Linked DNA regions of Zea mays: region 2 is linked to region 1. Evidence: chromatin contacts called from public Hi-C data. All regions are on one chromosome and are shown on one strand. Each heading gives the region's core, a stretch centred on a gene start, on an enhancer-like site or on the middle of the called end of the contact. The rest is flanking DNA. Distances are from core to core; before and after follow the strand shown.

Evidence for each region. A called contact is a pair of places that touch in the nucleus more often than the background predicts.
Region 2: a Hi-C map of ear shows a contact between it and region 1, with 2.9 times the contacts expected there. The contact joins the promoter of LOC100275732 here to the enhancer-like site in region 1. A contact is called at or near these places in 6 of 25 Hi-C or Micro-C datasets (bundle sheath, ear, endosperm and 2 more).

What each region holds. Positions count from the first base shown.
Region 1 is chr9:42,382,489-42,387,455 of Zm-B73-REFERENCE-NAM-5.0, reverse strand. No RefSeq gene overlaps it. Among protein-coding and RNA genes, the nearest start is that of LOC100279861, 14 kb to the right of the region's middle. Within about 2 kb of position 2,640, at least 19 of the 20 cell types and tissues checked have an H3K27ac peak or open chromatin away from gene starts, as enhancers often do. A contact at or near this core is called in bundle sheath, ear, leaf and 1 more, where this site is marked.
Region 2 is chr9:42,822,837-42,827,482 of Zm-B73-REFERENCE-NAM-5.0, reverse strand. It overlaps LOC100275732, which reads left to right and starts at 2,144. Exons shown (of 5, transcript NM_001371735.1): 1 at 2,144-2,471; 2 at 2,578-2,726; 3 at 2,825-2,986. The coding sequence starts at 2,285.

The DNA.
Region 1 (4,967 bases), core at 1,391-3,890:
TACTCCCTCTGACCCAAATTTAAATCCATTTTAGTTAATTAATAGATTCATATAATACTTAATGTATGTGTTTTATATTTGTGTCTAGGTTTATCTTCATCCATTTGAATATAGACATAAAAATTAAGAGCTAAAACGACTACTATTTTGAAACAGAGGGAGTAGATTGCATTTTTCATTTGTTATTTATAATATTTTCTTATTTTAGTTGTGTTGTCATAAGAAAAATGGACATCAGCCAATTTGATTATGTTATTTTGATGTTTGGTGATCAACATAACCATTTGGACTAATGTGTTTTCTAGTGTTTATGTGTATAGTTCAAAGGATGCAGCGTGAACTTGGACAAAGGAAATGAGGCCATAAAGGAGATTAACACCTCAAAGAAAGACATTAGAAGGCCCATTAAATACTTAACAAGATCATACAAGAGTTCAATACAAAAGACAAAAGAAGCCTAAACGAATAAATATGAAGAAACGAAGAATTCAAGCTACACAGAGTACACCGGATGTGTTCGGTGGTATACTGAATTTCACACCGAATAGGTGTGCTGCCTGAGCTAAAGAAGCGGTTAAAGATTTAGTGCACCAAACATGTCTAGTGGTGTCACACCCAGATTTAAGGGATAAAGCCGGGTGCGTCTCATATGTGCGACAAACAAGAACATCACATATAATGACAAAGTGTATAGAGATAAATGTCACAAATATCATTATTATATAGCGTAAGTCTTACAAAAATAAATGAGAACAATAAAGCGAACTAAGTATTATTCCTTGGCGTCATAAAGCCAACTCGGAGACATCACCTAGATAAGCTCGTACTCCTCGTTGTAAGACTCCTCCTGGACCACCTGTTCTTCTCCTGTGGGGGGTTTATATATCGCAATAGTGAGCTCACAAAAGATCATAGCTCAACAAGTTATGGGGAATAATGTGCATGAACTCACCAAAGGTGGGAGCTCATGTGAAGTGTAAGGCTGAACAATAAATAAGGGTTACAGATGAGCATTGCTTTTAACAAGTTGGTCAAGTTTTATTAGCTATTACTAAATGTAAGTAGATACCAAACCAGAGTAATAATAGATCAAAATTAATAACAAAACTGCAATGCGATGTAGATGACAAATTAAATTTAATTCCATAAATTAATCATGCGAGAGTCCTGAGCTGCTCATGACCGCGAGCACGGCTAGTATACCAGTTTTACACTCTACAGAGATTGTACCCTTTACCCACAAATCATGTCACCCGATTGCCAAGGGGTCTAGAAGTCCCACTCATCTCTACCAAGGAGACGAGGCAGGGTAACACTACGAGGCCTTTACAAAGTTCCACTAGCTTCAAAAAACCTGCTATAGTTTCTAGGGAGCGCAATGCAGGAATCCCCTGTCTGACCGCTATTGCAGCAAAATCAACCCGAGAACCTCCCTACACTGACAACTCCCCTACTGCCCTTGCCCCTTTCGAGTAAGATAGATCTCCACTAGCTTTCCTAATTAGTCAGCCAAGGGCGTCCCATTCCACCCTTGTGGTGGCACGTGTTTCTCAAGTTAAGCTCCATGTTCCAATTAACACAATAGTCTTATCATGAACAGAATAAAACAATAATAATAATAAAGAATGACCATGTGTAATAGTTATCTCAACACCCAAAACCATATATAGCAATAGCAAAGACTACCCAAAAGTTAAGGAGTAACAAGGTGTAAAGATGACCAAGCTAGGGTGACCTATTGGGTCCCATCAAAATTAAGCCTATACATGCCAAAATGATTATAGAGAATATTATTGGGTAAATAAAAGTGGTCAAGGGCACAACTTTCCTTCAATGAGCTCCTGCTCAGCAACTTCTACCTGCTGAACACCTGGATCCTCGGTCCCTGGTTCGTCTACTCGAAGCAATACAAACAGACATGGTATAGGAGAAATTAGCATCACACCAGACATGAGTACACCATACATAATAATAATCTATGCAACGTAACGAGATCATAGGTTCAAGAATCACTAAATTTGGAGTTACAGATTACGAGTTATGATTTTCCGAAGGTTTTATGTGTTTGGTACAAAAATAACCAAGTGATTAATTTTAATCTAGGTTTCATGCTAAAACAGAGTTATTAAATGATAAACAATATTAAAACAAAATTATCGCAACTGGAATGGGTTAAAGAGGAGTTAAAATGAATTTTCTATGAATTAAACCAGTTTCTGAGATTATTTTTAATACTAAAATTTATTTTCTATTTTAATTTATTAAACCTGAAACCAATTTGGATTGTGCCCGCAAATTCCCGAGAACCCGTGGTTTAATCTGTAAAATCTTGGGCTCGGTTGTAATTACTCTGTGGGGGTTAATTTAGTAAAAACTCAGGGGTTCTTTAGGAAGACTTCTAGGCCGAAGGGTTATCCTAAGATCTCGGTCGTCGGATGTGGAGCACACGACCCAGATTAAAATGTGTTTCCCATGAACCGGTAAAGTCACAGTAGTCGTAGGATCTAATATCGACAGTCGAGATTTAATGTTCCGGAATCGTCCCGCGACCACCTGATCTAAGGTCGTTGCTTATCTTTACTCCCGGCGAAGCGTTACGCGGTGTTCGATCCGGACCGCACGATCGTGATCCAACCACCCTGATTTGGTTCTGGGGTGATCTAATCCTAGTCGTTCATCACTAATCTGATGGACACGAGCTTGTCTTCAACCCTGACCGAGCAGGGCGACGGCGCAACAACCCACCCGGTGCAGGTTCACCGGCGCTCTCGACCGAACTGTGCCCAAGCCCCCAAACCCCGAATTAACAGGTATAACACAGTGCTACGTACGAGGCGGATGCAACTGAAGACTCAACAGTGATGGATTCGATACCCAGAGAACTGCCCACGGTGAAGAGTGGCTTTGCGGCGAGTAGGGCTCTCCGGTGAGCAATTGGGCAAGCCGCGGTCGGTCATCGAGCCCCGAAACCCCACCAATCGGTCCCACCGGTCTTGGTTAGCACCCCCGGCTACCCAATGGTCGTGCTCCGACGATGCCGAGTAAATAAGGCGGCGGCGGATCTCTCTTCTCCCTCGGTATCTCTTCCGGGATCTTCTCGCGGTATGATTCAAGGCAAGAGCAGCGAGGATGGGTTGGTATATGGGCAGGCGGGTCACACGGCCGCAGCTGGCGAGATAGTCGCAAGCGCTCGCCTGAACTTCGGAGGGGAGGTTACGCAGACGCGCCCGACAAGAGGAACAGAGCCGCCTGACGTGTGGGCCCGGTGCGCCAGTCCATGGTGGCCACGCGCGCACGGCGAGTGACTGACCGGTGGGTCCCACCCGTCGGCGCCAGATTCCGCAGTAAGCCGCGTCCGCACGGTAAGTGGGCCGAAATGGGGTACATGGCCCAGAAAAGTTTTTCTTATTTTCTTATTTTCTTCTTTTATATTTCTGTTTTCTTTTCTTCTTATTTTTGAATCTCAGTTTGAATTCAAATATTGTTGTGGATTTTGTACTCAAGTTAAAGGTGTAAATTGAACATACCAGTATAGAAGGAATTTATATATATATATATATTGTGTAGTATTTTTTTCCTCTTTCCTTTTCTATACTATTTCCAATTTCCAAATTGTAAATTAGGTTAAATCCCAATTTGGACACTAATATATCTTTATTAATATTAATATTATTAAATGCACAATAAACTCCAACATGATGCGTCAATTATTTATATGTCATTAGTTAATTATTCTCTTTAAACATGGTTATTCACATGTTCTAATAAGTGGAGGACAACATATATAAGAAGATTACTCTCTCTTTATTAACACCACCAGTCGGGTATTACAAGTGGTGCACCAAATGTCACACCAACTACGACACTCACAGAGGTTGCAAAATGCAACCGAGACGTGTATAAGGCATCGAACATGTCTAGTATATTACCAGTGGCGCACTGGATATCCAAAGGCTTAAATGGTCTACAAACGGCTAGTTTCCAGCAGCTAGTCAACATAGAAAGCACCGAACCTGTCCTATGGCACACCGGTGGTGCATCGAACACATTCGGTGCTTTGCAGAAAAATCTGATTCCTTCGACCACCTATTTTAAGTGTGGAGGGCTATAAATATCAGCCCAACCAGCCATTTCTATGTGTGGAGAGCCAAGAATCATGGGCCGATTTGTTTCGGCTTTTTTCGGACGAGCTTTTCTGAGAATCTGGCAATGGGGAGAATCTAGCTGTGGGGAGAATCTGAATATCGTCAGGATTACGTGTGGAGGGAGATGAAGGGGTTCATAGGGTTTTGGGTCTAGAAAGTGACGGATTCCTACTTTCATGGCGATTCAACTGATTTTTTGTTCACATTGATTTTAGATGGTTATCACCAAAGTGATTCTCACAAAAGCTGGCTAAAAAGCTAGGTGTTTGGCAGACTGTAGCAGCTTCTGATGGTTAGAAGCTACTAAGAAGCTGAAATAAACAGGCCCATAATGTGTTCATTGAGACTCCAATCCTTTAGCTAAAGGCACACAAGTGCTAATAGAATCACTCAGTGATTAGTGTGAGTGCTTTATGAAGTCCTTAGTTTAGTTGGACCGCTTCATAGCTCTTGCTCTAGGTTTATTCCTAGTTGATTAGAGTGAGGTTAGACACCCTCAAACCCCTCGACGCTTGTGCGCGTCGTTGTAATTGTACCAAGTTGTGATATCCTGGCCTCTGTGGATGTTATATCCTGGTCCAAGGCTTAATAGAATTAATAGAGTACTCATACCAATAAGGTGCATCTTCTTTTTCGGAAGTCTATCTCGATAGAACCTCTGGGTTAAGCGTGCTTGGCCTAGAGCAATCTTGAGATGGGTGATCGACCGGGAAGTCTTCTCGGGTGTGCATGTGTGAGAATAAGGTGTGCATGAGTGATGATATAGTGCGCACAAAAGACTCATGTTGGTCTGTGGGGATGATATATGATCCTATAGAGCTG
Region 2 (4,646 bases), core at 895-3,394, 440 kb before region 1:
GAATTATTATATTACTTAACATGGAGAATAAAGCTATTTTAACTACCTATTCCAGTGCGTGCATCTATAATCATCTGTGGCATCTGCTTATTTTTAGCGTAATTATGATTGATTTCCACGAGAAGTGCAATCATGATGGAATTAAAGTGGTTATCTTTGATAATATTTGCTATATTCTTTATGTATAAGTATAACATACTATAGTAGTTAGTCTGTGGAATTCAGAAAGAAAACACGATTACTTTAAATTATGTGTTATAGATTTGCTCCATGGAGTAGAGGTTGCAGTCAGTAGTAACCGAGACAAAAAAATCACCAATGAGCTAGACCAGTGGGAATATGGGGAAGATACTATATTCTGGTTTCTATATTTTCATTCCAAATGTTTTGATTCAGTATATGACAATATATTTGAGAATCTAAATCTGTTGGCAACCATTCCCTTGTGCAAATTATTGGGTTTGATGGTATGTCAATTATTCTGGAATGCTTTATATTAGTATTTGTGAATTTCTGCTAATATATCAACTAGGTTTACCCCTCCTGCTCCTGTGTCAGTCTCAGTTCCTAGCTCTGCATCTCAAGGCAACAACATTTTCAAGACCAGGATTGAAGGTGCAAACAACGTTGATGCAGGTAATGTGAAAATATAGAGTAATGTACCAAAGTAGATCGTAAGTACCTTTATTAGTTCCTAATTCATATCTACTTAGTGTTGGGTTGACTGGTTTTTGTTTCCTGATTCTGTGTATCAAACTAAATTTTTTTCCTTGCATTGTTCCAAAGTGCAGATGCTGGCGCTGCAACAGCCCAAGCGGACAAAAAGAAATCTTTAACAGCAAGAACTAAACATACGGTGGTTGTTCCAAAGTCTAGATCTTAGTTTCCTTAATCAAAGAAATGAGCATGTTTTTGTTGTGTTTAGTTGGAATAGTATGGGATGTTATCAAGCATATTCTCTTTTGTAGGTTGCAATGAGCAGAAGGCTTGGTATTGAAGAGCCTCGGCTAATTAAAATAGTCAGAACAACAATCCATACACATACTGAATTGCTTAGGCTCTAGATGTGCAAGGATCGTTTTGAGCATTTATTCAAGATTGATTCTCTGAAAGAGGTTGATCCAACATTGGGCAGTCACCATATGTCCAAGGTCCTTACAGATGAATGTGCAAATGGATCATCTCAAACGATAACATGTTCAAGTGGCAAGGTGCTAGAGAAGGTAGTAGCCCTTAAGTCATCCAAAGTTGCCTGTGATGAAAATGCTATAGTGAAGATTATGGCAAATACGTTACTAATATAAGATGATGTTTAGTGCCTTGCCGTTAGGACAAGTGTTAATTTCTCTTTATCATTGGGCTTTGTTTTTGGCAAGGCGAGCAAGAGCAAGGATCCTCTTGCCTTCACAGGAAATGGACAGGCTCCCCACCAGCAAGTATCCTCTTTGCCCCTTTTGTAATGATGACACTAAACATGTCCTATATCATTGTGATTGTTGGATTTGCATTGTAATGTGGCAACATATTCTTTGTGTACATGGGGGAAAATTCTCATTGATACTGAACCAGTCTATTTTGTGATTGTGTATATTCTCGACTTTGAATCGCACTAAATTATGTTTGTTAATGCATGCGGCTAATGGAGTAGGGCGCCATGAAGCGCGCTTCCTTTTCTAATAATTAAAGTCTTCCAACCGACCTCGTTTGTACCAGGTCGTCCTACATCCTATATCACACACGAAGCGCACATTTGTGTCCTTCTTTCCCGCTACTTATCTATTTGTTAACTCATAAATAGGTTGTGAGAAACCAATGTAAGCTGTCGCGCATATATGTTTCCCCTCTCCCGGTTCTTACCTATCAGTGGCCGTTAACCGATAAATAGGCCAGAAGAAACCAACACAAACCCACCAATAAATTGCTACCCACAGATAGACCGTAAGAAATCATCCAGACCCAATACAATTTTTATGACTACTTTTATGGAGAGAGTTCATCACACTCACTTACTAGAACCTCACGTGTTGCTCAGCCGTTGCACTAATGGTAGGGTCTCAGATACCTCAACCAATATTATTAATTATGATGGTGCCGTAAGAGAAAACAGTCAGCTATAAACATTTTAAGCAAAACTTGGGCCGTCAAAAAGGCCTAGATATGGTTTTCGGATACTTGAAAGCCCATCTTACTCTCCTTCCGGTCGCGGGTCGCCGCAGTAAACCCCTAGGAAGAAACCCCACCGCTTCTGGCCGCCGCCGGCTCACCGGTGACGGCATCCAAATCCATGGCCTCCCGCCAGGCGCTCCACATCTTCACGCCCTCCCGGCGGGCGATGCACATCCTCACGTCGTCCCGCGGCATCGCCTCGACCCCGCACCTCTCGTCCTTCGGCTGGTTTGATAAGATCAAGTCCACCATCACTGGCAAGAAGCCCGAGGAGGCCTCCGAGGCATCCTCCTTCACCCTCATCCGTAAGTTGCCGACACGCCCGAGCACGGCTTCGGTTACCTTTGGGGTAGGCTAATGGCGGTGTGGTGGCTTGACCGTCCTCTTTCCCGGTTTGGGTTTGATTTGCAGAGTTCGCAGACACGATGGAGAAAGCGAGGAAGCTGGGGACGTTCAAGAACTTCGTTGCCGGGCGGGCCAGCGAGGCCACCGTCGTGAACGTCTTCGAGAAGCACTCCGCTGTGCTGCGCTACCTCGGTGCCATCGACCCCACCGGCGAGGTACACACTAATCTGATTTTCTATCCTTTATTTGGATACAGTGCTCGCTATTTGGGGGTGGGGATAGATTAATTGTCTGCACCGTCATTTTTATACAGAACCTCCGAAACACTGACAAAATTAACGCGACCAAGCACTGCAACTGCACAATTGCTGACGTGGAGCACATTCTGGCCAAGTACACATGGGCTAAAGAGGCTCAGAAGAAGATTGCAAAGCTCAAGGAAGAAGGGAAGCCATTACCGAAGTCATTTAACGAGGTGACTCTAAGAAACCTGACAATGTTACCGAGTCACATGTCTTATTATACTTTGTGGTATTATATGCAAAATGCTATTAGACCATTGGGGATTGTCATCCCGTTTGATTTTATTATATATTCTACTATGCATTGAAGTGGGCTATTGACATTGTACATAACGTAAATGAGAATATACGTATACCAGCAATAGAGGGAAGGTAAAAAACAAAAATACTAATGAAGTACATAGCATGTTTTGAGCGATGAAAAACTGTACGCACATTCAGCTGGATAAAGATCATTATACCATACAAAAAGTGAGTCATGGTGTTGTTAATATATAGAGAAGGAAATGCAGTAGCTTTTGTTTCCATTCTCATTATGAGATTACTCAACATTGAACATCTTACTTAACCGGTACATCGAAACATCAGCAGGTTAGTTATGCTTTTGGTACCTTCACTTTTTCAGTTTTTGTGTGGTCGTGTTTGATATATCTGACTTCTGACTTGCTCCACTTAGCAAATGCTACTCTTAGTGTTCTCTTCGTTGTAAATAGATTTTTAGATTGTATTTGAGAAACTTTGTAAATAGTTTAATGTAGGCCTGCAAAGGGGTTGGATCAGAGTGCCCCTAATCCCAACCCTGCGTGCCGCTCTTGTTTAAGGGTCAGGGTCGACCCACATCTCTTTTCCTGCTGATGTTAACTATCCATGGTGCTCTAAGGTTCAAACCTGATGCCTCCACACATCACGAGGAGCACAGCACCAGAAAAGTAGAAGCTACCAAAGCCGAACGCCTAAACCACTTATTGGTACAAGTGGGTCCTCAGTAGGGATGGAAAATTAGCTCGCGTCTCACAACTTGGCTCGGATTTAGAGCGTCTTGAGGCTCGGAATGAGCCCGAGGTAAAGTCTGTTTTGTGGCTCGAGAAAAGTGCGAGCCAGCTCGGTTGGGCTCACTGCGACTCGTGAGCTGGCTCGTGGCTCGGTCCAATAACAATGTATTACGTAAAATCCTAATTAGCATGTAGTCTTAGTGCCAAATAGATGATTAGTTTATGTTATTTGAGATTAATTTACAAAATATTTTTTATATTATATTAGTAATGTATTTATTTTATTAATTTTAAAAAATATGTTACTTAGATTATTTTTGAAATTTTATATCATAGATTATTATTGAAATTTTATATCACAATTTGGAGGACAAGTTCATGCTTATGGCCAGGCTCGTTGGCTCGGTGAGCCAGCTCATGAGCCGAGGTGAGCCGACTTCTCAGGATCTCTAGTGGAGCAATCCAAGCTCGACTCGTCACTTAACCGAGTTGCAGCGAGCCGCTGAGGTCCTTACTATGACCAAATTAATCTCTCCATGCTACCAAAAAATAAGCAAACAATTAAAAATAGAATGGAACAATAACTACTACCAAATTACTCTCTCCAAACAAGTATCGCAAAATTAATTTACTAGACTACTAAGCATTTATATTAACCAAAAATTAATACAAGTGGTTTTTGAACTACACAAGCTATCACAACCCATGCATATTTTTAGTTGTGCACCTACAACAAATCAGAAGTGAAAAACTTCTTAAATTACAGAGCCTTTGTTCATAAAGATTGGAGTCAGCCCGTATTGGCTCACAAATATACAATGATGCCGCATCATGACATCCC